2 separate regions of the Danio rerio genome follow, and region 1 is linked to region 2. Evidence: chromatin contacts called from public HiChIP or PLAC-seq data. All regions are on one chromosome and are shown on one strand. The core of a region is the stretch at or near the end of the contact, and the rest is flanking DNA. Distances in the headings are between cores, read along the strand shown. Region 1 holds the start of dyrk1b (dual-specificity tyrosine-(Y)-phosphorylation regulated kinase 1B). Region 2 holds the start of zp3d.1 (zona pellucida glycoprotein 3d tandem duplicate 1).

The links. HiChIP or PLAC-seq counts read pairs in DNA pulled down with a chosen protein or histone mark.
Region 1: a contact with region 2 is called in an H3K4me3 HiChIP or PLAC-seq map of gastrula embryo, with 4 times the contacts expected there. The contact joins the promoter of dyrk1b here to the promoter of zp3d.1 in region 2. A contact is called at or near these places in 1 of 18 Hi-C or Micro-C datasets (embryo) and 2 of 4 datasets of contacts at active chromatin or transcription factors (caudal fin and gastrula embryo).

Annotation. Positions count from the first base shown.
Region 1 is chr16:46,573,569-46,576,964 of GRCz12tu, forward strand. dyrk1b (dual-specificity tyrosine-(Y)-phosphorylation regulated kinase 1B) reads right to left here and starts at 1,308. Exons shown (of 12, transcript NM_001168265.1): 1 at 823-1,308.
Region 2 is chr16:46,487,296-46,490,732 of GRCz12tu, forward strand. It overlaps zp3d.1 (zona pellucida glycoprotein 3d tandem duplicate 1), which reads right to left and starts at 2,031. Exons shown (of 9, transcript NM_199838.1): 1 at 1,401-2,031. The coding sequence starts at 1,937.

The sequences.
Region 1 (3,396 bases), core at 58-2,557, 86 kb after region 2:
CCCTCTTTATGGAGATGCCTGGAATAAAGTCGCGATTTAACTAGCAAAATGACCTAGGATGATCTTATGGTTTGTGAAACAGTAAATGTATTAACGAATGCACTGAAAACCAATACGATATCTGTCAGATTTCAGTAGCTTTCAGGCATTCTGTGCACAAGATTTGCATCCCATGCAACACCGCAGTTTTGCATTAATGTAATTGTGGCCGAACTAATGCTCTGTGATTTTACCCTCTTTTTTCCTTTTAAACAAGCATTAAATGACGACTGGGTGTCTAAAGCAAACGTGATGGGCTAACCTGACTCATCAATCTGAGTAATGAAAAGCGATAATCGAAAGATGCATTGAAGGTCTCATAATCGAACATGTTCATGGGTGCATGGCTGCAAAAACGCGATCCATGCAGTGGATTTGACCGATGCTTATTTTGCACATATATCACATAATAAGCGGTTTAGCGGCCGTAATGGTTGGGGAAAGATGTTGTGCATGGTTTTAATCATTGCAAATCACATCCACTGACAAGCAACCTGGCTGCCATGAGTTGAGCCGCTGCTCTCTGGATGGCACCGGGAGGATAACGTTTAAACACCTGCCCATGGTCTTTTGCATCTGACCCAGTTTACATGAAGTAACAAGCCGTATACACACACACATACACACAGATGTCCCCACTCCCTCCCCATTCCCCTGCCCAAAGCCCCGGCCTGTGTGCATCAGGCGTCTTCGGGAACACGGTGTCTTGCAGGAACCGGCTGGGAGCATCTCGTTTGAAAGACACGTTAACGGTACTAGTGAAGAAACCAACTGTAGTCTTACCTCAGCTTCGTGTCCAGCTTCCCGAAGCAGCCATTACCAGTATTCCTCCTCTACCGTCCGAACCTCCGCCACACAGGTACCGGGGCGGACCGAAAAACCGGCAAAACGACCCCCCTCCCCCCGAACCGCCACCCCTTCGGACGGGTTGCTGCGATCGTCTTCCGAAAAAGACGAACCGCGCACGCTGTAGTCTTGTAGAGGCTCTACAATCCCTCTTCAGCACATTTGTTTGTATTTTCTCAGTTTCCCAAAAGCACGGAGAAGCGAGGCGGCGGCGTCTTCAAAACCCCCGGCGCGGCCAACCGCCAGTCCGGTGAGCAGCAGTACATGCAACCGTGACAGCCGCCTCTTGGTGGTCCGCGATATTCCGCCTTATCGTGGTGTCTTCTGGAGCTCGTTCAGAAGCAGCTCGCGGTTAGTGCTGGTGCGGGTCTCGGCGGCTAGCGCTCAGGCTAACCGCGCTCACATCGCCCAGCAGCGGCAGTGTAGTAGCGGCGCGCTCGCGGTGCAGTTGCAGCAGCAGAGAGGGGGTGGAGGGGTGAGAAGAAGAGTGATTAAATGAAAAAAGGAAAAAGAAAGAAAAACGGATGAACTAAAAACTGGGGTTTCTTCGTCGCACCGCGATGTGCATTCGCCAGGGACCCCCCCCTCACTGCCCGTTAATCTCGGATCGGCTCCGCGGCTGCTTGTCGCTGGAGAGGGTCTGCACGGTAAAGCGCGTCCCCGCTACAAAGCGCGCTCGCTTCAGTGTGTGTGCAGTGTTCACAAAATGGCCGCCTAAACAAACCCGACAACGGGCTGCACCCAGCGGCTGTTAGCGTGATTTGCCTCGGCATTTGCTTGTGCAGGGGAGGAAAACGATGCGTTTACGGGAATAATAATTTAGAAAACGCGCAATGGAGTGGCTTTTTGGCCCGCTTCGAGCAATTATAAAGTGTTAAGTTCCTTGAAGCCAAGGCATATTGAACAATGCCGAGGCAATGTAGAGGTGAAGTAGCTTTACTTACAGAGCTAACGTTAACCGGAGACCACCATAAATGGTTATGACGATGACTAAGAAAACTTATCTTAATTTAGCACAATATCTGTCTTTTAGCACAACAGGTGGTGGGACTGCGAAAAGTTTTCTGATTAACATTTTTGGGTTTTACACGTGCATTACATGAGAAGAAGTCACATTTTAGTGTTCTGGCGCTCAAAGAATGGGATTTAACAGCAGAAGCGGGATAACACGTTGTAATGCTTTTAAACATGCCATATAACATTTCTCCTTAGCCAGAAAAATTAACGTTATATTAGTGAATATTGACACTGGAAAACAGTTGCTTAAAAATATCTGTTGCATAGTCACATCGTGCACGCGCCTAATCAGAATAGTGGGGGTACGCGCTCCTTGAGGAAGAGTTTATCGAAAAGGGGGTCGTGCAATGGATGTGGAGCTGATTGAGTTATCTAAGGTCTTTATACACATCCTCTTTCATCACTATTACATGAATTCCTTTGTTTCATACCGATGGCACCATTTAAAACGGTCTAAATGTGTCATGTGCCAACAGGATAAAAAGACAAGGTCACAAATATGACCAACTCCCCCACACAAGACATTCACCGCAAACATATTTACAGATCTGCATTGTTCATAACCTTTCTGTCGCATTGTAAGCGTCTCCTACGTCCGTAGGAGTTTTGTGGGAACGATTAGACCGTGCGCGAAATGGACCCTTATGTTTCCCCCCTCTACAATTTTAAACATGTTGGAGTCCCCCCGTAGTTTACCACAAAACAAAAAAGTATATGTATTAATAATATATGAATTAACCGAAGCGTCAGGTCAACCTAGGTTACTAAAATTTAAACATGCAGGAAGTTCGTCATCAAATTCAAGGTGAAAGTTCACAGCGCTACCTTTACCTCTGTCTTACATTCCGATCTTACGCCATCTAGTGGTTAAAGAAAGAAGTAGAGTCAGTTCATATCTTCAGTTGCACTGAAAACGATGTATAAAATAGTTCAATACATTTTTACTACTAATTTTACTAAAAATATTTACTATTAAAACATTTGGTTATAATACATGCATAAATTTCTATTTAATAAAAAAACGAAATTTTAAATGTTTTCTTTTTTTGCTTGTTTCTGAACCCATGATGAAAATCCTCTATTGTCAGCTGTTTGGTCAGAACTGTGTGTAGGTATATTGTGTCCACAGTCATATTGGGATGATAGAAACACAACAAGTCTCTTTCTTAAAATTTCCTGAGGTTAAAGTAGGATCCAAATCGTTCCCGTTATGAGGCCGACCGGAACGTGACATAGGAGTGCTGTTTTCCCCGCCCACCAAATTGATTGTCAGCCGCGTATTAACAGGCCTCTGTAGTAATGCGTATAATCATATCCACGAGACAGGACGTGCACAAAGCAGCTAAGATTAAAAGATCTGTTCAGTGCTCTGTGATCATTAATCATCATTAAATGTGATAAAGAATAAGTTTCACAAGTTTAAAAATTTTTAAAACAGTGTGTTTGTAATGAATTACAATGATTTTACCGTCTTTATCACCACAGCCGCATGTC
Region 2 (3,437 bases), core at 781-3,280:
CATGTTAATTGTTATTTTATATATACTAAGATTAACTTTAAGCTATTTGAAATATGTTGTAACATACTTAGTTGTGTTAAAATTGACATACTTTAAGTACAATTAAAGTGTACTTTTAAAAGTGTATTTTATTTAAAGTACATTTAAATTTTATATTTGAAATTGAAATACAGTTAAAGTATATTTTTTAACAGTTAAAATATATTTTAAGTTCAGATAAAGTGTATTTTAACCCAGCTGCAGTGCATTTTAAAACCAATTAAAGTATAAGCCCAGTTGAAGTATAGTTGAAATTCAGATAAAGTATTATTTAAGCACAGTTGAAGTGCGTTTGAAAACTAGTTCAAGTATTGTTTAAGCTCAGTGGAAGTATTTTAAGCCCTGTAGAAAAATATTTTAAGCTTCACATTAATGTGTTAATAATATACTTACTATACATTTGCAGAATACTACAAGACCTACTGTATTTCAACAATAGTTATCAAAATCATTTAGTAGAATGTATTTTAACTATATTAAAATATGCTGTAAAAGTTAAAAAATAACATGCATTTACTTTAAACAAACTCAAACTGGCACCAATTCACAATGTTCTTAGACAAAGTACACATGAAAAATACTTTATTAAAGAATAAAATTAGTTTGATTTACTCTTTTAAAATTAGTGTTTGCTGTAAATACATTAAAATGCATGAATAGTATGACTGAGTTCTAGCATATTTTTTTTAAAAAGTGCAATTATGTATATATATATATATATATATATATATATATATATATATATATATATATATATATTTTTTTTTTTTTTTTTTACCAATTGTACTTTTAGTATGCCTTATAATAAATACATTAAAATGCAAACCAACACATTTAGAATGCACTTTCAGGATGTTATTTGTTGTAATTGTGCTTTAAACATACTATCTACATTTTAGGTACATTGGTAAAATATTTAAGAGCACTTCTTTTTCACCTGGGTAGTGTTTGAACTTAAATAGTTTATAGAGGTAAAGTTGGTTATATATTTGCACATTCGTTTATCCCTTCATTCACAAGTCTCTATATTGTGTACCATGCTGCTTTGAATATTCGATCGGAATTAGCAGAAAAGTATGACTAAATTAACACTATCTAATTGACTGTGAACAATGTTGTACTTTGATAGTCATTGGCTGCTTACATGATTTGCCCTTTTTAGAATTTGCAAAGAATACTTGAATTATGAAACAATGTTATTAAGGAGATTGTCTGAATATCCGAATATAAAACTAACTTTACCTCATTAAATAGTTTGTTGAAATTGGTTTCCTTAATTGGTTTGAGTTACCTTAACTTTTTGCAGCTTTTTTTTTTTTTACAGTGTCCTTGACTTTATGAGGTTAACGTTCAGTACTTACCATTAACGAGCTATCACAGTCATTGAGGTCATAATGGAAATAAAAGAAGTAGTCGTCGAAACGAGAGACGGGACAGGTTCCCAGTTGAAAGGCAGACGGTGAACTCCTGAATCCGAGCAGACTCTTGTTCAGGCGCACAGAGACTTTCCTGTAGCCGCACCAGACCTCCACTCCCCGGGCGTTGCGCGCGGGAGACACCTGGACGCGCGGAGCGCTCACTGGAGGTGTTAAAATACTTGTCAACAGCCGCGGAAAGTGTCTATTCTCGGACACAGGTCTGAACAGCTCCATGTCAACTAAAGGAACCGGATAATCCTGGAACATTGGGAAAATATGATAGGGGGGCATAATCGGAGGATTCCTTATAAACTCGCTGCCTGCTCCAGTCCACGGCCTGACCGCGCCGAGCAGCTGCTCCGTGGACGCGACATCTCTATATGCTCGGTGACCCCCGGGAGCCTGAGCGTGAGTTTTGGCGAATTGCAGCAGTCCAAGAAAGTACAAACAACAAGAAAAATACAAACTCACGCGCTCCATGATTAATATTAACGCTTAAATGTGACATAAAGGGAGTCAAACGCCGCCGAGAGGAACGCTGAGGCGCGCGACCTGCGGACACCTGTTGATTGATGACGTCACGGCTAATTGCTCGCTCTTTTTTACTCGGGTATGAGCGACAGCTTACAAGGTAAATATTTCATTCATTAACACAAATTTGCGCAATGTATACCAAAATGCAATATCTTTTTATTAGAAATGGAAACTTTGAAGTGAACTTTTGAGGGATTTAATGTTAGATTTCATAAAGGAATTTTTCTCTGGTACAGATCCCCCGCTGTAGTCAATGATTGTACCCTAAGTTATTATTTTTGTTTTTATGTATATAAGTATTATGTAATAATTTTTTCTCCCCCACACCTGTTATATTTTTGCTTTATTATTTCCGGTTGTGTTTTTGCAATTCTTGTAATGTTCCTGAATATAGCATATATCTGAATTTATATTATTACTTTACGTAATGTTTCAAAGCTTATAATAATAATAATAAACTCGGGCATGGGAAATTTTACATTCACAGAGGTTCCTTAAATAAATCCAATCTTTATAGACGTCCTGTGTAAAATAGAACATTTAATTAAATCACTTAGATTAATTGAAAATAAGAAACTTGCTTCTTTCTTGAGCAAATATGAGACCGTCATGCTACTTGAATATTTACCTCTTTTTAATACAATATTTCTTTTAACTTTTACAAAACAATGTATTATTATTTTTATTATTTATGTATTGTATTGTGGTTTTGCTCCTTATCTTGTGTATCTAATGTGGTTATTGTGTAAAATAACTGTTATCTTTTACTGTATTCTATGTTGTATTATACAGTTTCTTGAAGTTAATTTAAAAAACTCGGGCAAGAGCTTTAATTATTAATTGCAACATTATGAAATGTTTACAATAACAAAACAATTAAAAAAATTGTGAAACTTCATAATGACTTTTTAAAGTGTTATAAAACTTGGCAGCTTTGCCTCTGTAATTCTTTTTAATACTTAGGCTTATTTTATATTTTTTAATTGTCTCTGACTTATGTACTAAATTTTTTTTAATTTTTTTTTTAATGAATTGTTTGAATATGCAGAAAACGAGCAATGAACGTAAATAGGCCTATATTTTCCTCATGTTGCTCAAGAAAAAAAATATATATATACACACACATTTATACACACATATAAATATATATACATACATACATACATTTATATATATATATATATATATATATATATATATATATATATATATATATATATATATATATATATATATATATATATATATATATTGTGGTTTATTTATTTCCAAAACTAAAAACTATATAACCTATATATATATATATATATATATATATATATATATATATATATATATATATATATATATATTAGTTATAAGTTATAGTTATGAATGGTTTAGATGCAAAAATCTAAGTGCCATCTAAAGTTTTTTTTTCTAAAATTAGCTTTTTTTCTGTATTAA